4 separate regions of the Mus musculus genome follow, and all the other regions are linked to region 1. Evidence: chromatin contacts called from public HiChIP or PLAC-seq data. All regions are on one chromosome and are shown on one strand. The core of a region is the stretch at or near the end of the contact, and the rest is flanking DNA. Distances in the headings are between cores, read along the strand shown. Region 1 overlaps Gm39461 (a long non-coding RNA gene). Region 2 overlaps 2610035D17Rik (RIKEN cDNA 2610035D17 gene). Region 3 has its middle 110 kb from the start of Gm39467. Region 4 has its middle 130 kb from the start of Gm39467.

What was found. HiChIP or PLAC-seq counts read pairs in DNA pulled down with a chosen protein or histone mark.
Region 2: a FOXA1 HiChIP or PLAC-seq map of pancreatic cancer cells shows a contact between it and region 1. The contact joins two enhancer-like sites. A contact is called at or near these places in 1 of 115 datasets of contacts at active chromatin or transcription factors (pancreatic cancer cells) and 1 of 9 other capture datasets (embryonic stem cells).
Region 3: an HNF4G HiChIP or PLAC-seq map of pancreatic cancer cells shows a contact between it and region 1. The contact joins two enhancer-like sites. A contact is called at or near these places in 1 of 115 datasets of contacts at active chromatin or transcription factors (pancreatic cancer cells) and 2 of 9 other capture datasets (embryonic tail and embryonic trunk).
Region 4: a contact with region 1 is called in a FOXA1 HiChIP or PLAC-seq map of pancreatic cancer cells. The contact joins two enhancer-like sites. A contact is called at or near these places in 2 of 115 datasets of contacts at active chromatin or transcription factors (bone marrow-derived dendritic cells and pancreatic cancer cells) and 2 of 9 other capture datasets (embryonic tail and embryonic trunk).

The regions. Positions count from the first base shown.
Region 1 is chr11:112,170,977-112,176,282 of GRCm38.p6, reverse strand. It overlaps Gm39461 (a long non-coding RNA gene), which reads right to left. Exons shown (of 3, transcript XR_880297.2): 2 at 3,345-3,536; 3 at 1,342-1,519. Among named protein-coding and RNA genes, the nearest start is that of Gm39461, 16 kb to the right of the region's middle. Within about 2 kb of position 2,417, at least 25 of the 459 cell types and tissues checked have an H3K27ac peak or open chromatin away from gene starts, as enhancers often do. A contact at or near this core is called in pancreatic cancer cells, where this site is marked.
Region 2 is chr11:113,098,823-113,104,128 of GRCm38.p6, reverse strand. All of the region lies in intron 1 of 2610035D17Rik (RIKEN cDNA 2610035D17 gene), which reads left to right. Among named protein-coding and RNA genes, the nearest start is that of Gm39467, 33 kb to the left of the region's middle. Within about 2 kb of position 2,423, at least 105 of the 459 cell types and tissues checked have an H3K27ac peak or open chromatin away from gene starts, as enhancers often do. A contact at or near this core is called in pancreatic cancer cells, where this site is marked.
Region 3 is chr11:113,024,826-113,030,131 of GRCm38.p6, reverse strand. No RefSeq gene overlaps it. Among named protein-coding and RNA genes, the nearest start is that of Gm39467, 110 kb to the left of the region's middle. Within about 2 kb of position 2,976, at least 44 of the 459 cell types and tissues checked have an H3K27ac peak or open chromatin away from gene starts, as enhancers often do. A contact at or near this core is called in pancreatic cancer cells, where this site is marked.
Region 4 is chr11:113,005,619-113,010,924 of GRCm38.p6, reverse strand. No RefSeq gene overlaps it. Among named protein-coding and RNA genes, the nearest start is that of Gm39467, 130 kb to the left of the region's middle. Within about 2 kb of position 2,119, at least 38 of the 459 cell types and tissues checked have an H3K27ac peak or open chromatin away from gene starts, as enhancers often do. A contact at or near this core is called in pancreatic cancer cells, where this site is marked.

The sequences.
Region 1 (5,306 bases), core at 1,168-3,667:
TGCTGTGTGTGGTCTGTGATCATTAATAAATAATTGGATCAGCTGCCCACTCAAGGGAGAAACCATGGAGCAGGCAGGGTTTGGAGACTCTGGGAACCAAGGAGTCTCTCAGCTGGGAAAAGGATGGATGACTCACCGGCGTTAAGAGATCTTCGTCAACACCCTCTGAAGCCATGTTCAGTAAGCATAAGCCAGCCAGGGGTGAGACAGATATTTCAGGGCTACAGCTCCGACTGGCATCAATCCAGAGAGACAAACAGGGGGCGCACCCACCGTAGGTACGCCAGCTTTTTTTTTTTTAAATAAGCTGATTGGATTCTAAATATGTGTTTTATTATAGGAAAACAATCATGTGATCATAAGACTAGATGGAACTTAGGGTGGTTTTTCTACTGGAGGTAAGACGATGTCTGTACCTTACCCACGTAGCTTTTCAGGGTAGGTGTCCAGTCAATCACACAGCAGAGTCTGGGCTTATTAAATACTTTAAGAGTTTTAGCCATCTACCCTTGAATTAGTTTTAACAACCCCAGAGATTTTTCTGTCTTTCTCTTCCCGGACTCCTACTTCCTTCCAGCGTTTGAGACAAGCCTAGCTAGGGGCAGAGGCGTGGCTTGGATTTCCATCCTGCAGCCTCCCCTCCAATCAGCCATGTCATGGTGGAATTTTTATTAGCCATAAATTTTTTTACTGGCTAGATTAATGCGATTGAAAGCATCACACCCAGTAAATAGTGTCTGCTATTTGTTTTAGCAATACCTGTGGAAAAAGGGCAATTGGGACCCAGGCACAGCGGAGCTGGTGAAGCCATTGGCTGCACCTAACTGTTGGGGGCCCCTTTGACTGATGACCAGGGGATGTTCTTCTTCGAGGGAGGTCCGCCCAGCAAGAGGCTCCATTGGTGCATGCGGCTGCCATGTGTAGCCATGATTCACTTCACTGACTATCAAAGCTTTCTACAACTTTGCTTGCTGACTTTTGACCAGAAGTTCCCTTTCAACACAAGGAAAACCTGCCTAGAGAGAGACAGAGGGAAAGCCCACTGCAGGGAAATAAATGGTAGCCGTATTCCTGGCGGTCTACGTTTTATGGTCCGAGGCGCTCCGGCTTGAGTCTGCCCCGTGGTGCTGCCTGGTGTGGGTGTGTTTGGTGACATTTTATGGAGCATGGTTTATAATCAGCATGGATTATTGTAACAACAACAAGTGGGAGGGATATTCAATAAAACCTTGTTGGATAGCAAATGCCCTACACAAAAACACTGTTTTAGAGGCCCAGGACCCAAGCGGTGTGTTTATAAAGGCACCTTCGGAAATGTTCTTTCACAGAAACCTATTTTTTTTGAAACAGATTTTTAAAAGAAGGTGTGGGATCTGCAAGACATTGGTCCCCATCTGTTTTCTACCCCCCCTGACCTTGGTTGTTTGACTACGTGGTCATGACCCCTTAGTGAGTAGGGTAGACGGTCTGGGGAAGACGGTTAGTGGAAGCTTCGGCATCGGCGTTTGCTCTTCCCTTCCTGGAAGAAGAAGAAGAAGAAGAAGAAAGAAGTCAGATTTCTCTTCTTAAAAAAAAAAAAATGTTATAAAAGAGAAGCACAAACAGAAAACGAGCCAAATTGCTAAAGGGGATCAAGAATTGAAATACAGCCTCCAAAGTTGCATGTACAGAAAGAAACCCTAAAACGTTCCCAAACCCCAACCTGGAGCGTTGATCTGCCTGAATTTCTTTAGTCTCAGGCCAGTTTCAACCATTAGACGACTTACAATTATAAAGTTGGCAGTGGCTACAGCCCATGGTGGCTGGAGGGGATTCACTTTGTAAATTCAGTTCCTTGGGTAGGTGGTATTGGCAAGATCATCCTGTTCCCCCGCTGCCAACCCCGAAGACGCAGAATGCCTTTCCTGGATCGAAGTCCAGCAAGGCATGCTGGGAAGGGAATGAGTCTGGACTGAGGATGAGGTGGAAAGACCAAAAAAGGTGAAGATGGGAAGGTTACGGGGAGGAGGCAGAGGGATGGAGGACACGAACAGTAACTGAACAAAGAAAAGAATGTGATTTGAGGTGCAGAGAGAATGCCTATAGGAAGATAGACTGATAGGTAAGAAAGAGATAGGTAGATAGGTAAGGAACAGATCTTGAGGAAATAGATAAAACAATTATAAACATCTTCTTCTGAAATCTTCATTTTTGAGGTCACAAATTTTCTTGATATTTTGGAATATCAGCCTCGTATCTTCTCGTTCCACGGACCAAGCCCTGCTCACCATAGACAGGATGGTTCGCCTTGTGCTTGCCAATGTGCATCGCTCCACGGTGGTAACTCTGCCTTTCTTCCAGTGCAGTGATAGATGAGTCACAGAAACGGCTTTTTCCATGAACTGCCATCCAGTCCCCTACCAGCCAGTGGCTCTAATCTCTGCCGAATGTGCAAGTGTTTATTTTTCCAAGCCTGGTACCTTCTATGAGTCACAGGGCTCAGATGCCACTTAGTAATGGGCCCTTGTAGAAGTCAAGAATGTGACACACGGTGAGGCACACAGCTTAACAATCACAAACAACAGCACGGTTAATGGGGGGTGAAACTTCGGTGACATGTGTCACACCAAAGAGCCGACTCCTTGGGCTCCCGGTGTCAACAGATGAAGGGTCTCGGTATTGGGTAATAATGATAAAATATTGCCATCTGTTGGCATCCTGTGTAAGCAGACTCTCACATGCACACCATTGATGACTTTCCAGGCTGCCAAGGGAGAGGGTGTATGGAAAATACTGAGTAAAAAAAATCAGAACATGGAAGGTTGAATCTCTAAGAGAAAAAATACAGCCTTCTAGATATTCAAAAGAGAGCCGAGAACATCACAGTGACACACTCACTTACCGCCCATCCCAGGCAGGAAGGATAGGAGCTAAGCCCACTAACAGTAGCTGACCTTTAACTCAATGAATCAGAGGATTTGGACTTCTGGTGGGTTGTGTCATTAAATAGTACTAGGAACGAGAGTCCTTGGAATGGGCTCAGAGAGTTTTCTATCATGTCTGATCTTTAGATCTTTACTACAAGAGTAATAGGTACGGATGTTAAGTTGTGTGTGAAGATTATGCACAGTTCAGGCAAAAATGGTAAGCCAGAATAATCTAAATTATCTCCTAGTATAACTATCCACACATTCTGAGGACAATAGAATAAATTAGTATTTCTTATTTAACATTTTATTGATTCTTTGTGAATTACATATCATGCACCCCAATTCTACTCATCTCCCCACCCCCTTGTAGCCACCCCTATTCTTGCAACCTCCCCACCAAAAGAAAAAAAAATCCCCTTGTGTCCCACACTATACCCTTTTGTCCACACATCTGTACTTGTGAATGTTCATTGCAATGAATGAGTCACTTGTCTGGTTCAAGGCCACTACACCATCAGTACTGGATCTTCACAGGGACTCCTCTCTGGTCTTCTGTTGTTCCCCTGTGCCATGATGATCTCTCCTCTTTGGATCTGTAGGACCTGCCTCTTCATGTGTTCCAGTAGTCTATTCATGGGGCAAACAATAATTATAGTCATTCAGATGCCCAGAGAGGATTTATTAGGCCTGATAATCTAGACATTGCCTATAATGCCCATTCATGAACAGCACTATATAGTATTTTAGGACAAAAATTCTATAAAACCAAAACCCCAAAACCAACCAACCTAACAAACAAACAAACAAGAAGCTGGGATCTTGGGGCTGGGGAGAACAGCCCTTGAGTTAAGAGTGCCCCCTGTTCTTCAGAGTCCCTGGATCTGGTTTATTGTGCCAGTAACTGGCAGCTCCTCTTCTCTTATAACTCCAGTTCTGAGGGATTCAACGATCTTCTCTATCCTCTATAGGATCTGACATACACATTGTATAGACTCACACAGAGATGCATGCATACATACAGATAACAATCCATCTCAAAACCCTTTAAGATTTATAGGTATTTGTAGTGTCCATAAACAATATATAAAAAACAGAACAACTTTAAACCTTTCTGAATCTCATTAATTATTTCCTTCCATATGCAGCTGTTAAGCTTTCTGTTCATACTTATCTTGAAAGATCACAAAAACGTAAGAAGAAATAGGCAAGTCCAAATTATGGAACCATTAAATATTGAAGAGCCAAAGCAGGTGGCAAACACAGAAATTACTCATGATGATAAAATAAGGGTTTGATTACATAAATACATGTCACTTTCCCCCCTTGAAATTCTTACTTTTAGGGTCATAGAAACTCAACCTCAGATTTGCCTATCTTTCTTTTGCTGATCTTAAAAGGCAATAATGCATACACATGGATGGCTGTACCAGACTACAGGGAATATTTTCAGTGTAGTGTATATAGTGATACAGTATGATGTATGCCGTTATAATGTTATTGATAACATCCATCCTGCATTATCATACACTGTTACTGTCTCTTATTTTCCCTTTTCCTCTCCCTTTTTGTTTTCCATTCACCCTCCAAGCCACCCCCTTTGGCTTTTGGATCCTAGTGTTTTCTTTTCTAGTTATCAAAAATGAGAGAAAACATGAGACTTAGCTTTTTCACCTGACACAGTTGTCTCCAGTTCTGTCCAGTTTTATACAAGTGACTCATTCCATTCTCTATCTCTTCTTTAAATCACCGAGTAAAATGCTCAGCTTTACAGTCCTGGCTGATACTACATCATTTGACTAAGGTAGTCTGAATGTGGTGCTTGTCAAGTTTGTCATGTGAACCCTGACTCCTGCATGGATGAGTTCAGTAGGCTCTGCTTTCTGGAGAAATACCACAGCTCATATTCTTGTGTCAAAGCAAAAATGGAGTGGCGACTGGACAGATGTCTCAGTGGATAAAAGTTCTTGCCACACAACCTGGCAACCCGAGTTCATCTTAAAAACCTGGGTGATGGAGGATCCAACTTCACAAAGGTATATCTGATTATAGTAGCATTTTGGTTCATCTCACAAGCCCTGCTTCTCTCTCGCGTGCACGCTTACACACACACTAAATGATTATGAATGTTAAGAAAAATGGAGAGACTATCAAAGAAACTAGAGCAAGTAGATCAGCTATCCAGAACCAGCAGTCTCTTAAACTTCACATAGATTCCTAAACCCACAGGCCTTAACTCTTATCTGGACAATTTACCATTAGAAAGTTCATCTCATTGTTCATCACTGCAGTTGGGCATCACCATTCAAGAATCCAGTTTAAGCAAGAGGCCTGTGCTGCAGAATTAAAACTACAGTTTCCCCACAGGCCCTTTCACAGATAGTGATGGTATTATGATGC
Region 2 (5,306 bases), core at 1,174-3,673, 930 kb before region 1:
TTATGTGAGCGCTGCGATTCAACCAGAGGTCTTCATGCTTGTGTACCAAGTGCTCTTTGCCCACTGAGTGGTCTCCCTGCCCCCTCTGTTATTTTTCTTTTGATAGAATCTTGGACAGAGCATTCAACTGGAGAGCTCTTACAATGATGCTAATGCGTTTTCTTAGAAATCCCATATTTTACTCCTGGCATCATATAGGTTCCTGGAGCAGGGATCCCACTGGGATGTTTGAACAGTAGTGGGTGGGGGAGGTACAGTCTTTGATCCCCACCCCTCCCCCTCCCTACCAGAGGGATACCTGTATAGACACAGCCATGCATGGGAAGTAGGAGTTTGGCCTTGTGGTTGCACGTGTTGGCTGGTACTCTGCCTCGTTGTGTTTTGTCATAGAGAGGAGGTAAGGTAGCCAAGACCCTCCCGGAGCAGCAGCGCTGAGGGCTGGGGTGTAGGAGTAAGCACAGGTGTCATTCTGATTTAAAGGAGGCCACCCGAGCGAGTGAGCGGTGATTCATGGGTTTCAACAGAGGGAACATTTTTCTTGCCTCAGTCACCCCCACCTCGATCTGTTCTCCCAGTTTTTTTGGGGGTGGGGAGTGTGACAGAAGAGAGGGGCAGGGATGGAGACAAGGTGGCCCCAAGTGTCCACTCCTGCCCACCAAATGCTCTGCTTAGAGCAATGACTGGGAAGGTCTACAGCACACAGCAGCCTTGGATGTGAGCTCCACAGAGAGGCTGAGGACTGTACAGGGTTGGGAGCAGCACTTATGAATCACCCCTGGAGCAGTTGCTCTCTGCCCCAGGGGACCCACTCACACATTCCCAAGGGAGCCAATGCCCAGGAGACATGACGTCATTGTCACCGGGCAAGGAGTTTCATCCACGTGTGGCCTCAGAGCTCGTTCCCAGGGGTTACACCCAAGCTTCTCAGGATGAGACAGGCAAATCAAAGGTGATGGATTTTCTCCTTATGTGGTGTATGTGTGTGTGTGTGTGGTATGCATATATAAATGTATATGTCCTGAGCACATGAAAGGTCATGTGTGCACACAAGGGTTTGTCTATGTTGTGTGCATATGTGCATGCGTGTGTGCATCTGTCTGTCTAGCTCCTGCCTCTGGTTCCACCCAGGACAGCAAGAATTCTCATGAGCTCAACCATGGGAAGAAGGGAACATTGTGATGAATAGGCTGCCAATCCATACATTTTTTCTCAATGATCTTCCTTCCAGTCATGGCTCAGACACGCAATTTTCATGAGACGTTCTGTGTGTGGCTACAGTTCCTGTTCATCTGGCATGTGCCCACGTGTCACATGGTCAGGTGGGCTGGCCATCTATAGTTGACTTCAGAGGGGTAAGGCCAGCCCGATGCAGCCTGCTGAGTCTCTCCCAGGCATCAGTCTCAGGGCTCTGAGAACTTTTGCCTGTTTCACTGGCTCCTTAGGCTCCCTTGCTTCATGAGTAACACACAAGGCAAGGGAGAGAGCTCTTCAGCAGTATGAGCGTGCAGAGCCAACCCGACCACTGCACACAGCTTTCTTTCTCCCCATTAACCATCCCAAAGTCATTAAGCCTTTCTTCTGTGCATACAAGACTTTTAATTTTTTTTTTGCTTGCTAGTGTTGGACATGCTTGACAGCCACTGTACCCATGAACTATAACCTGACCCTTTGTTTCTTTGAGATGGGGAGGGGAGGGTTCTCATCATGTACGTCGGGCTAGCTTTACACTTGCCGTATAGCCTATAGTAGTCTCAAACTTCAGCTCCTCCTGCCCCAGCCTCCCAAAGTTCCGGTACGCCAGATGTGTGCTCACACACACCTGGCTCTCTTTGAAAATGGTATGTTTTTCCCCACCTGCAATGCTCTCAATAAGAGACAACTTTCTGGCTGTCCCCAATTTCCTGGTTTAGTCAGGACCCACAAACATCTAAAATATTTCATCTCCATAGATAACCAAGGCAAAAATAAGACAAATACAGAGTCCACACCAGGAACAATTAGGTGAAAAGACGGGGCAGGGATAAGGGTGGCCAATGTGGTATGTGGATTGGGGACATGGCTTGGCTGGGGAGATCACATTGGCTGTCGCTGCATACATTGAGCACGATGCTTATTTAAGGAAAACAAACCTTCCTGAAAATGACAAACCACCATTAGAGTTCCTGTTTGTCCACTGTCATCTCGGGAAGTCCATCTGTCTGTAGTGTGGGTCTGTGTGGATAGTTCCCCAGGGCACTGTGAGGTTCCTCCTAGAAGAGATGAAGTCGTCATTTCCTCTTGCTCTATAAGAGGGCTCCTAGCGTCAGGACTGTGTCCGTTCCTCTTGAACAGCCCAAATGCTTGTGGACATAGTGCTTAAGCTAACATCCAGGAACCGGGCTTGGTTGGCGTTGCTCCACCCACCTCTCCATAGAGGTCCTGATAGGAAGGCCGGCCGGCCACGTTGTGGGCATAGCAAACAGAAGGCCAGCGCTGCCCTGGTAGGAGGTGCATGTGCCCTGCGGCTCCTTGGGTCACAGGGGAGCGACCTGAATCACATTCAAAAACCACTTTTCCTTTTTCTTAATCACAGACTCTGCTTTCTGTTTCCTTCCTGCCACGCTCTTTTCGAAAAGGAAAACACACGTCAAGCCAATTTCCCAAGGCTGGGCAATATACAGAACCTCTGGGGACATGTCTCTGGCCGAGCTTCCCCTGTGGATGGTGGTCACAGCTCTAGTGTCCTTGAGTGGGCTTTTATTTCTTTTTTGACTTATGATAGACAGAAAACATTGTCCTTTCAGCCTTTCAGGGGCTGGAACTTGCTGCCAGGCTTTGGTTTAAGGGATTAATGGTTGACTGCAGGTGGGTTTCTTTTTCCCTCCTGCCTCTGACACTAGGACATCTCCTTGGTGACAATCCTTCCTGAAACAAAACTAATGGGCAAAACCGGTTGGACAGAAAGTGTCCCGGGACCCAGAGGCTACGTGAATCCCTGTAGGTCAGGTCGAAAGGAGACAGTGGCAGAATAGCCCGTGGCCGGGCAAGCCTGGTGAGACTGTCCACTTGTCTTGCACTTCAGGGAAAAGCTCCATTCGAGTCCTTTGTGGATTCTGTGAGAAAATATCCTCTCTGTAGCCGTCAGGTCAGCCCTGTCTGGAAGGCAGCTGTTTTGTGACTCACAAGGAAGAGAGGGAGGCTGGGGATTGTAATCTGCTCTGTAAAATCTTGTGAGCTGGGCAGGGTTGAGGTTTTATTTTCTCTTCTCCAAAGCCCTGAGGGTCAGAACGGTGTATTTCACCATGTCATCATGGAGAAACAAGTTTTGTCATTCAGAGAGGAAGAACCTGCAGTAGTTTGAGGAAGAAACATGGACTCTCCCTCCCCTACCTACCACCCCCCATTAAAAAAAAATCAGTCTCCAAAAAAAGGAGGTGGGGACTCACTTTTGGTAAAAGATTGGCTGGGCTGCCAGGAAAATATAGGGTTTTTTTTTTTTTTGTCTTGTTTTGGAGTTTTCTAAAGGATTGGCAGGTTCTGAGAGAGGGTGTTATCAGTTTGTGGAATGGCTTCCTGGTTGCAGAAAGCAATGTCCTGGGCTTTGGGGATGGGGACAGGGAACCCTGAGCTTTCATTCAGTGTGTCACACTGCTGTCATGTTTCCTCAGTGATCTGGAAAAAAAGAGCAAAGGTCAAACACCTGAAGTCTCTCGTGGGTCTGCAGACAGCCTCTGTGGGGGCCAGAGGTGCGCGGCTGCCTGGCTGGCCTTTGAGAGTGTGCTCTAACCTGAATGTAGGAGGGTTATGCATTGATATGTGTGTGTGCGTGTGTGTGTGTGTCGTGTGCATGTGTGTGTTTGTATGTGTGTCTGTCTGTGTATGTTGTGTGTGTGTGTGTGAAAGAGACAGAGACAGACAGACACACAGAGACAGACAGACAGCAAATGGGTAAGACATATACTCACCCAACAGGTATTTAGCCAATGCTTACTAAGTACAGTACAGTTACAGAAAACAAAGGAGAAAAAGTCTTCATCTCCATCTCTAGAGAGGATAGACATACTCTAAACAGACAGACAGACCCAGACCCAGAAGTGATAATGCTGTGGAAAACAAACAAACAAACAAACAAAAAATAAATAAACAAGAGCCAGGAAGGAGAGATGGCTCAGTGGTTAGGAGCATTGGCTGCTCTTCCAGAGGACCCAGGTTGAGTTACCAGGGCCAACATAAAGGCTCACAAATACCCATAAATCCAGTGCCAACCCCCTCTTCTGGCTTCTGTGGGCATCGAGCACACATGGTACACAGATATATATGAGGGCAAAACACCCACACCCATGCACATAAAATAAATAAACCTTTTCTTTTCTTTTCTTTTCTCTTCTCTTCTCTTCTCTTCTCTTCTCTTCTCTTCTCTTCTCTTCTCTTCTCTTCTCTTCTTTTCTTCCTTTCCTTTCCTTTCCTTCCCTTCCCGTTCCCGTTCCCCGTTCCCCGTTCCCCGTTCCCCGTTCCCCGTTCCCCGTTCCCTTTCCCTCCCTCCCTTCCTTCCTTTCTTTCTTTTTCTTGTTAAAGAGCAAGGGATCAATCCTTTCCAATGAAAAGAGCAGAGGGGTGGAGAGCAACGGAGAGATCCTTGGGTTGCAGGTGGTAGCATCTGGACAAAGTGCAGGCAGTGACCCGGGCGAGAGAACATTCTAGGCCAGTAGACAGGAGACGGTGGCTTTCGGGCCATATTCTGCCAGCTGATGTTTTCACAGAGAGATTTTCTTGCAGCCTGAAGCTATGGCAGAGCTGAAGGGTCGTCATGCCTTTCTTAGGTGTGACTCTGAGAATATAGGACTCTTCACCAGGCAAGTGAGCAGCAGAAAACTGTCCCCTGGTGATGCCGGTAGGACAAAACACGCCTTACCCTGTCATGGCCTGGGTAGGTGCTCACAAGGGACACACATGCCAAAAGCGGCTCTGTAGAGGACCTGTCTTACGCCTGGCTTGTTCTGTCACAGGGTTTTGTCTCTATATGGTCAAAAGGGTCCACCTTCCCACAGGCCTTGTTGTTATGGAGACAGGACAGAGGGAGGGTCTGTCTGGCTTCACCGAGTTGTCTGTCACCCAACGTTTTAGAAATTTTATACTTTCTCAAGGTTCCCTGTCTAGACTGGAAACTTCCTGAAAATAAAGGTATGGTTGTTATTTATCCTGTGTTCTGGGGTCCAGCCACACGCTGGCTTCTGTAATGACCCTGCAGACACTCTTTAATAAAGAAATGCCCATCAGTGTGTTCACACATGGCAGGTTGTCCTCAGTGTGTTCACGCATGGCAGGTT
Region 3 (5,306 bases), core at 1,727-4,226, 850 kb before region 1:
GAACTTGGGGTCTGAGAAGTGACTCTTACTGACTCTATGGGGGCCTCTTGTGAGAGCCCATTAGGATAGCTGGCTCTATTCATTGACCCTCCCCTGGTTGGCATTTTGGACGTCCCTTGGCTGCAGACTTCCTCCTTGAGGTAGATGATAGCACACTTGACCCACCTAGTCAAGATGGCGTTGAGGAAAAAGGGAAAATGAGGGCTGTATATCTGCTCATAGTTTCCATGTGTATGTGTGTGGAGTATGTATGCGAATGTGGGCACGTATATGCGTGTAGGCCAGAGGTCAACCTTGGATGTCATTTATTAGGTACCACCATCCACTTTTTTTCTTCTTCTTCTTCTTCTTCTTCTTCTTCTTCTTCTTCTTCTTCTTCTTCTTCTTCTTCTTCTTCTTCTTCTCCTTCTTCTTTTCTTTTTTTTTTTTTTTTTTTTTTTTTTTTTTTTTTTTGATAGGGTCTATCCCTGGCCTGGAACATAAAGTCCCAGGGGCCCACATGTCTCCCCCTCTTCAACACTTATTACAAACACACACCATCACATCTGGTTTTGCAAGGGGTAAGGGGGCTTTCTGGGGATCCCCATGCTTGTGTGGCAAACACTTTACTGACAGAGCTGTCTCCCCAGACCTCTTTTTTTGTTGTTGTTGTTTCCTCCTAAGCAGACAAGATCCTGGTTTCACTGGTCAGTGGAACTAGCAGAGAGTTTTTTTGTAGTTACTGGCAGCCCAGAACCATTAGTGACTTCCGATGCATGAGACGCTATGTTCCCTTCCAACTGGCCATCTGCTTGTCTCTTTCCAGCCCTTAAAGAGGCCACAGATAATCCCACTCAGGGATAGAGGATTCCTGGATGCTTTGTTTGCTGAGAAGGAGCCTCTAAGACCCCCAGCTGCAAAGTCTGGACCCTTCTGTTCATCGCAGCTAAGAAAGATTCTTACTAGCATCTAGAGGCAGAGGCTGGGGATGTTGCAAGAATCCTATAGAACAAGGGACGGCCACCAAACAAAGGATGATGTGTCCCTAGTAGTCAGGCTTGCTGGAGCTAACAGGTGTGCTGCAGAGCTCTGCCACAGTTGTATAGGTGAGTCCCAAGAGGGCCTGCTGGAGTGTCCCTGGACTTCTGTTGAAGTGCCTAGCTAGGTTCTTGTGTCACACAGCAGAGGACTGAATCGAGAGACCTGTGATTAGAAGAAGGACAGGAAGAAAAGGACAGTCTTCCAAGGAGCATGGGAACGGACTAGTGAGCGGAGAGAAAAGGCATGTGCTCAAATGTACCCTGCGATAGGCCAAGTGGTCTTTATAGGTGTTCTGCACAGCACCTGCCTCTCCCCTGTTTGTATACTGCGAGCTTTTTGGAGCACGTGCGGCCCCTGTGAGAATGTGCTTTTCTTTCTATGTGAGTCTTGATATCACAGTTCTTCAGCCTCTAGTTCCCTCAACTCTGGGCTCCCTGCTTCCTCCTTGCCTGCCTACCCCCTGGCTCTGACCTTGAGCTCCTACTTCCCCCTTGCCCTTTGGCTCTCTATCCTTGAGTGCTTCTCTTCCCCCTTGACCCCTGCTTGAACCCTGGACTCCCCCATACCCTCCTCCCCAGCTGTAACCCTGGGTTCCTCCTCCCTCCTCCTCAGCTCTAACCTGGGCTCCCCTCTCCCCACTCAACTGTAACCCTGTGCTCCCCACCTCCAACTTGGCCCCAGCTCTGACTCTGTACTCCCACCCCCTCCATCTCTTTATTGACTTACCAAAGCAGGGGAATCTGTTATTTTTCCACGTACATTTCCCTCTGCGTCTTATCAAGAACCCCCAAGTTCAGCACACCCTTGATTAGTCATTTCCATTAACAGTGTTGATTTTGGGGATGGTGTTTATTTTTGAAACATGGTCTCTTTTTTTTCCCTCCCTGCTTCCTCATGGACCAGTGGGACCAGCCAGCTTTCTAGTGACATCTAGTCTACTCTCTCCTTAGCCACCATAAGCCATGAGGCCCACCTCTGAAGACCCCTGTCCCTTTCTCTGCCTTCAGAGGAGGGCATCTGTAAACGTCAAACATCTCTTAAAGGAATAGTTGTGGAAAGACCTCTTTCCCCTTCTCAGGTGTACGTTATTTTCTTTAGTTTTAAGTTTATTTTATTTTCTAATCTATTTTTTTTGAGAATGTTGTACATGGGTACTGTTTTATTTATTCCACTTCCACCGCTCTCATCCCCCTCCCCCTTGTAACTCCCACTCTCTCTTAAATTCCTCATTTCTAATTATTATTCTTGCATATAGATACACATATGCATGTACATACATGTGTGCCGATTACATATGCATACACATACATGTGTATACATACACGTGTACATATGTGTATATATACATGTGTACATGTGTGTATGGATATACATATGTGTGTATATGTGCATGTTTATATGTGTGTATATGTACATGTATATGCATGCATGCATATATGTCTGTATATGCATATCTCTATATATGCAATGATAGTTAGAGAAGGGGGCTTTGGTGCTGAGCCCACTTTGAATTACTCATATGTACTAGTTTAGGACTCACTGCTCAGCATTTGATAACCTGCCCAGGGCTCACTGATTTTCCTTTTCTCAGCCGTTTACTTTATTTCTTTAAGACAGCTCAGAGAATAGCCTTGGGCTCCTCTCTGGCTCGTGCTGGGACTGCAGACTGCAGACATGAACCATCACTGTCCTGTCGGTACAGTCCTGGTGACCAATCCTGGTTCAAGCAATGCAAGCCAAGTGCTCAGTCAACTTAGCTACATCCGCGGCCCCTCAGACAGACTTTTTAAATTCTTCCTATTACCGACTTTTGCTTGCACAGCTCATCTACTCCAGAGCCTGGCTGTCCTGCTCCATGAAGCCTAGTGAATTTGTTGCTCTCTGCACTGAGTCAGGAGGCAGAGAGGTTTTGACTCGGGCATCCCTCCAGTGTTCTCCCTCTCTGGCTTCCACTGAAGTGCTTCTGACTCACAAAAGCACTGTTTCTCTCTGCTCTCGGTGGCTCTTGGCTCTCCCTCTGCTAGGAGGGTTAGAAGAAGTTTCTGGCTGAGTGATGTACGAGTCACACAGAATCTATGCACATATCTTAAGTTTCATCTTTGCCTGGAGGACCCCCAGCATCTGCCTCCTCGTTCTTAAGTTCCGGCAGCCACAAGCTCCTCTCTTCTGTCTCCTGCTATGTTGTCTCTCTGCACATGTGCGGGTTGCATTGTAGCCTGTCTCAAGGCGGTGGCCCAACACTTACTCAGGACTGGCCAAAGGTGTGTTATGGACACAAATGCCAGAGATGTCCCAGGGAACCCCTTCCCCCCCATTCCTCCCTGGGATTTGGATACCACCACCACTGGGGCGTGGGTTCCTTCTGGGTATTTATTTGTTTAAACATGGGTGGTTCCTAGAGAAAAAGGTCTCAGGTTTCAAGGTTGGAGACCAGGGCAAACAGAAAGTGGGTGGTCTGTATAAGTGAGCAAGGGAGAGAGAAGGAAGAAACCCACCCACCTTCATTTCATGCCTTTGAGGATAGATATACTGCAGTGAGACCTCCTGCCAGACTTGAGGAGCTGGAGTGTGCACGTTAGGGGCACTGAGGTTGCCTGTGGGAGAGCAGCGTTAGGATATAGGTGAGCAATAAGTAGGATCAATTCATCCCAAGAGCTTTGATGGCTATTCTCTAACCTTGGGAAGCAGCAGGTTACAAGGACTGTAGAAGATCCCAAAGGACCTGTCTTCGGGGGCTAAAGCCATGCCTCAGACAGTAAAATGCATCTTGCAAGTATGAAGCCTGGAGCTCCATCACTGATTCCTGTATGAAAAAGCCAGGGCTGGGAAGATGGACAAGTAGGAGCTTTCTGGCCAGGTAGCCCAGCCTAACTGGCACGTTCCAGGCCAGAGAGACGAAACCAAACAAAGATGCAGGCGTAAGGTGTATGACGAACATTACCCAACTCTGTTCTTTGGATCCATGTGCATACATGTGTGAGCAAGCTACACACACACACACACACACACACACACACACACACACACACACACCAGAGCCAGTATAATCAGGGAATAAGAACTTGAACTAATGTGGTGTGTGTGTGTGTGTGTGTGTGTGTGTGTGTGTGTGTGTGCGCACGCGCGTGTGTGTAGAATGAATGGCCCTTTCTGGTGTCTAGCAGCCAGCTTCCTCTCTGGGTAGAAATGGCCAGGAAAAGAATCTTCTCAGTCCTGAGTTCCCATCTGGAGTTTGACATAAGCCACATAAGCACTGAGGATCTCCAGATAGATGAAAAAAAAATCAGAGATAAAGGTATCTCTGATAAAAATCATTCAAGGTATGCCACACCCTGAAGCCATGGTCATGTAGCCTATCGTCTTTCAGAATCACAGTGGAAAACTCGTCCATGATATTCATGGACAGAATACTGACTGACTATGAGAGACTAGAATTTTTTTTTTAAAGAGAGAGAGAAAACACGGGAAGGTTTGGGATATATGATCAGACAGTTAGTGACATTGCTAAATAAATACTGAAGGGTACACCGGGCACAGCGATGAGTGACTTTAAAGAGACTGGCTGAACGGAGCAGTGGGAATCAGGTCAAACAGCAGAAACCGTCTCCTGTTACTGACAGCTATAGTACTAAGATAAAATATCTCCCGCCCACCCCACCCTTTGAAAAGACTAGAGGTAGAGGAATGTCTTTCTGCTCAGGCTTAAATAATACTGTCCCCTTGAAACAGATTGTCACAAGCTTAATAACTCTTGAGAGTCCAAGGTAGGAGGCTGGGTTCCCAGCACAGGAATCAGCCAAAAAGAGAATTAGTTAAAATAAAAAATAAAAATTAAAATTAATGACGTGTAGAGCTGGATAATATCAGTGGATCTAAGTGCTTGTCTTGCAAGCATACGGACCCAAGTTCAATCTCTAGAGCTCACATTAAAACTGAAAAGAAAGCCAGAGACGGTGGCACATGTTTGTAATTCTAGTGCTTGGAAAACAGAGATAGGAGGAGCCTTGGAACGGTCTGAGCAGCCTACCCAGATCTTCTGTTGGGTGAGTTCTAGGCCTATAGCAGCCTGCCCAAATCTGTTTGGTGAGTTCTAGGCCAATGAGAGACTCCCTTTCAAAAAACCAAAAAAGAGGGCTGGAGAATGCCTCAGTGGTTAAGAGCACTGGCTGCCCTGGCAGAGGACCTGGGGTCTCAGCGTCCACATGGCAACTCGAAACTGTCTATAACTCCATTTTTAGGGCTTCCAACACCTTCTTTTGGCCTCTGTGGGCACTGCTCAGACATGG
Region 4 (5,306 bases), core at 870-3,369, 830 kb before region 1:
TGAGCCTGTCTTTCAGGCTTGCATATTGATTGCCTCCAGTGACACAAACTCCATTGACTGAGGCCCTCGCATGCTAGCCTCCTGGTTCTAGAGAATCTGCTACCAGCCCAAGGGACAGGGCCTGAAGACCCTTGTGATTTCTCAGGGAGAATACCCCTGGACAAACTTGTGTGAGTTTCTGTCTAGTCAGGCCGCATCAAATGGAGCTAGCGGGGGTGAGCTTTAGGTTCTAGACTCTAATGCAAGCAATAGCTCCCTCCCAACTCCTGGATTAGTCTGCCAGTGGACTTTTCATGGGTGGGAGAGTGAGTTAATCTGCTGTCACTCCAGGCTGCCTTATCTATATCTGTGAAGCCCCCTCTTCTGGCTTCGAGTTGTATGGTATACAATGCCCCCATCACTTTGTTTGAATTTTTAAACTTGAAACTGTGTGCATGTGCGTATGCAGATGTGCATATCTGTGCACACGTGCAGAGGCTAGAGGAACAGGTCCAATATCTTGTACTATCAATTCTGCCTTGAGACAGAGTCCTCACTGACCTAGGAGTTAGGCTGGCAGCCGGCAGCCAGCAGCCAGCAGCCAGCAGCCAGCAGTCCCAGTGATCTTTTGTCTCCACTCCCCACAGCAATGGGGTTACCTGTGCACATGACGACACCCGGGTTTTATGTGGGTTCTTATGTTTTTCTCAGCAAGTGCTTTTAACCACTGGTCCATCTCTGCAGGCCCTGAATTTTTGGGGAGTGGGGATTGGGACAGAATCTCAGATAGTCCAGGCTGGCCTTAAACTCGCTGTGTAACCAAGGATGATTTGGAGCTTGTGGCCCTCCTAACTCTACCCGCGAGGTATCAGGATTACAGTGATGCTTACTTTATGTGATGCTGGAGATTGAACCCAGGGCTCAAGGCAAGCTAAGCAAGCACTGTACCAACAAAGCTACATCTCCAGCCCCGGTCCACCTGTGTCCTTAAAAGTCTTCCTCCCCAGCCCCAGAGCTCCTTGAAGGCACAGTCTGTTTGTTTCAGGTAACTCCAGGGCCCTTGACTGATGGGACAGGATGGCTAGGTGCTAGAGACTAAGCTGAGAGCTTATTTTGCTAGACACAGTACGGGTTTAGGAGGCCCCCTAGTCTTCTGAATGTCCTTAAGATGTTGCAGACTCGTAACATATCCTGAACTTGCTGAGTGCGTTTTGGGGGTGTCTTATGAGTTTTGCCTATACTGGGAAGCATGAAGTGGGTGGAGCAGTTCCATTCTGAGAGAATGTTCCGGGTGCCCCACGGGAGGAACCCCGAACTGACAGAAAGTGAGAAGCCACTGACAGCCCAAACGTAAGCTGCCCTGCCTTGGTGGGTGGCTGGTGGGTGGGTGTGAGGTAACTAGCTCAGGAGAAGCTGCAGTGGCTCTGTGTGGGAGGGGTGCATGGGAGGGTTGTGTGGGAGGGTGGCCACACCTACCCACTCAGCCAGCAGGAGTCAGCTCCTGGCTTAGTCAAAGCATGAGAGTGACAAATATCATCTAAGTTACCAGGTCCTGGGGACACAAACATTACTCGGGAGTCAAAAACCTGAGTTATTCATCATCGGGGACCTTCTCCCAGCAGGGCCCACAGCCTCTGGGGTTTTGTATTCCAAAGTGGAAGATTTGAGGTCACTTTCTTTTGGAGGAACGGCCAGGGGGACACCAGAGCAATTGTAGAAGCCTAACTACTCTCAGGATGGCAATCTTGCCTTCACTGACGGCCTTACCATGTGCCTTTATGCCAGCCACTCAGGGTCTCTGAATCCTTCCTATTGCAAATGGACAACTGTGCCTCTCAGAACCACTAGAGTTATGATAGCCCTGAGGTCTCAGGACAGCTACTCAAAGGTATCTTCTCCCAAACACGGGAAGAAGCCCAGGGCTGTTGATTGTTTGGAGTGGTGCTTAGGAGGGGTCAATGTGAGCACCACCCTGAAGCTCTCCACTGCTTCCCTTTAGCAGGATTGTCTAGAACTCTCTCTAGATCAAAACTTTGCTTTTGTTTATTTGCTTTGGCTTCTGATGGATACAAAGGGCCTCGTGAGGGTGAGGGGTAGGGAGCCTCCTGATAGCTGGGCAAAAAGCCCAACACTCCTGGCCTGGACACTCCCTCAAGGAAGCAAGGGGTTGTGGTGACCAGCACACTGCATGTGACTTCTCTGCAGACAGATGGACATGAGGTTTGGCAAACTTCCTGCGCCAATGACCTATTCAACTCCCATGGAACAGCCTGGTCCTGCCCCCAGGGGTGAGCTGGTCTGTTTGAGCTGGGCCAAGTTCTTGCTGAACCCGTGACAGAGTCCAGTCCCCAGTTGGTCTTGCCCCCGGTCATAGCCATCCTGAAATACTCTATAAGCCAATAGCACCATCTCCCTAGGGCCTCAGACTTACTCCAGATCCTTTGTGTTAGAGCACTGCTGATTGTTTTTGGAAGAAATAACAGCTTTATGCCTTCCAACCTGAGTATATACTACAAGGGAAGATATAGGAGAGATTGATGAGTAGATTAATATAAAAATATCAAGAACAAAAGGCCTATGTGATGTCATAGACTCTGAGTTATTCCCTTGGATCTTGCAATATAGTGTAGCAAGGCTCAGAACCACTAGGCTAGTGTAGGAAATTAGGAGTCTCCAAGGCGTCTTAGTTTTAGGGATCCCACCCAAGAACATTAAAGCCCACCCCACCCCACATTAAATGTAATTTCATAAGGGAAAGGGGAATGGGGGAAGGTAATAACTTTTGGTTGGTTCGAGAGTTAGGAAAAAAAATCTAACCTTGTGATTCCAGCTTGCTTTCTTTCTTCCTTCCTTCCTTTCTTTCTTTCTTTCTTTCTTCCTTCCTTCCTTCCTTCCTTCCTTTCTTTCTTTCTTTCTTTCTTTCTTTCTTTCTTTCTTTCTTTCTTTCTTTCTTTTTTTTTCTCTTATAACTGAGAGTTGACTAACGGCCATAGCAGACACTGCTATTTTGTAAATAGGTAACTTAAAATCTGTAATGGGAATTAAAGTTCTCTGTATTTGGGAACCAATAGTTTCCTTTCCTTTCCTTTCCTTTCCTTTCCTTTCCTTTCCTTTCCTTTCCTTTCCCTTTCCTTTCCTTTCCTTTCCTTTCCTTTCCTTTCCTTTCCTTTCCTTTCCTTTCCTTTCCTTTCCCTTTCTGTCTGTCTGTCTGTCTGTCTATCTTCCTTCCTTCCTTCCTTCCTTCCTTCCTTCCTTTCTTTCTTTCTTTCTTTCTTTCTTTCTTTCTTTCTTTCTTTCTTTCTTTCTTTCTTTCTTTCTTTCTTTCTTTCTTAAAAAAAGAGTTTCAAGTGTTTCCATGGGTCCTTGAAAGCCTCCAGTTGTTGACCACTGCCTGCGTCTGCTCAAAAAAGATCTTGCTAGATTCAGGCTGAGGTTTGCAAGTTTTGTGCAACAGGTGACTCGTGTTGTGTGTGTGTGGTGTTCCTGTGCACATGCATATGAGGTATGTGGGTGCATATGTGTGTTCCTGTGCACGTGTGTATGAGGTGTGTGTGTTCCTGTGCACATGTATATGAGGTATGTATGTGTGTGTGTGCATGTGTGTATATTCCTATGCACATATATATGAGGTTTGTGTGCCTGTGTGTGTGTTTCTGTGCACATGTGTATGAAGTGTGTATATGTGTGTGTTCCTAGTCATATGTGTGTGAGGTATGTGTATGGATGAGGTGTGTGTGTGCATGTGTGTGTTCCTGAGCACATGTGTACGAGGTGTGTGTGCATATATATGAATGAGTCTAGGTCTATTTCTCAGGTACTGCTCACCCTTTTCTGAGATAAGCTTTCTCACAGACCTAGGGCTAGCCAAGTAGGTTAGGCTGGCTGAGCAGCAAGCCCCAGGAACCCTCCTTTCTCCCATATTCTCAGCCCTTGAAGTACAAGAGTGCACCACCTCTCTTACAGGTTCTGGGGATCAAACTCAAGTCTTTGCACTTGTTTACTGAACAGTCTCCCCAGTTCCCCGCAGTATGGCTTCTTCGAGCCTCACTTTCTCCATCTGTAAATGGGGCTAATTTGCTCTCCTATTTCTACAGTTGTTGGGAAGGTTAGCTGTGATAATGAAGGAAAGTTCATAGTCTGGGGCTTGATTCTACTTATAATAGAGTTATCTGATTAAACATACTAGCATTAAAAATTCAAATGAACAAGACAGGTGGTTCTAGAATTTGGAAAACAAAATATTATTTGAATTCTGATGACTTTCTCCTAGTCTCCAGTAAGAGCCTGAAAGCACAGATCTAAATATACACATATTGTAATTACAAAGGGCTTCTTTCACTAAGAATTCAGGATAATTTCACTCTGTTTTAGGTTTGCCTTTGAATGCTTTGTGATGAAAGGATTAAGTAAGAATTAATGATGTAAACAGTATTGGATGGAGGAAGGGAGGTTATTTGGTCTACTTGAAGTAACAAGTTTTTCCAACCTTTAGAAACATCTCCTTACCAGCAAATTAGCGTTAATTAGTGCAGTTTCTTATCAGATCCACAGAACCTCTTCTTGGCTACAGCCTCAGAAGGACCTTGAACTTAAAAATAACCCAGGAATTTCTACTTCTGCATCGATCTGGGACCCAGGGCCTTGTTCACCCTGAACAGCCGTCCTCACTGAGAGCTGACCTCAGAATCTGTGAAAGGGAGATGGGGCTGGATGGACATCCTGGGATCTGGGATGGGGGTGGGGGGTTCCCCCCACCCAAGCACCTGATGAGCACAGACCTGCACGTGGTGTGAGTCATTCCGAATGACTCCAAGTAGTTTACCCAACATGCCACTTGGCAGGCTGTGCTTCTTGTCCTCCTAATTGGAAGGGCAAGACGGATTGATGGATGGGGTGCTGCAAGCTCGGAGATATGTGAACATCTCAGAATCCCGCTGGTCACGTGGTACCACGTAAGTGCCAGTTTCTATGTTGAGGCCGAGTATCTTGGTATACTGAGTGAACATTACATTCCTGGTTATGTGGGAAGCCTGGGGTGGGGGTGGGAGGTGGGGGTGGGGGTGGGGGTGGGGATGGGGGAGGGTTCAGGATACCTAAATTCCAACTTGGGTTTCTGTTAATAATAAGCTGTGAGACATCAGCTAAGTCACTCTGGCTGCGGATTAGCTGGGTTTATAGCGTGCTGAATTCAGTAAGAATGATAGATTGGGGAAATTAGATGCTTTCAAAGAGTAATCACTAAATGAATGAGGTTTCATTTGACCGTCTGTTTCAAGGAGTGGACGTGGACTATGGAGAATAGTCCCACTCTGCAGCTTCCCAGATGA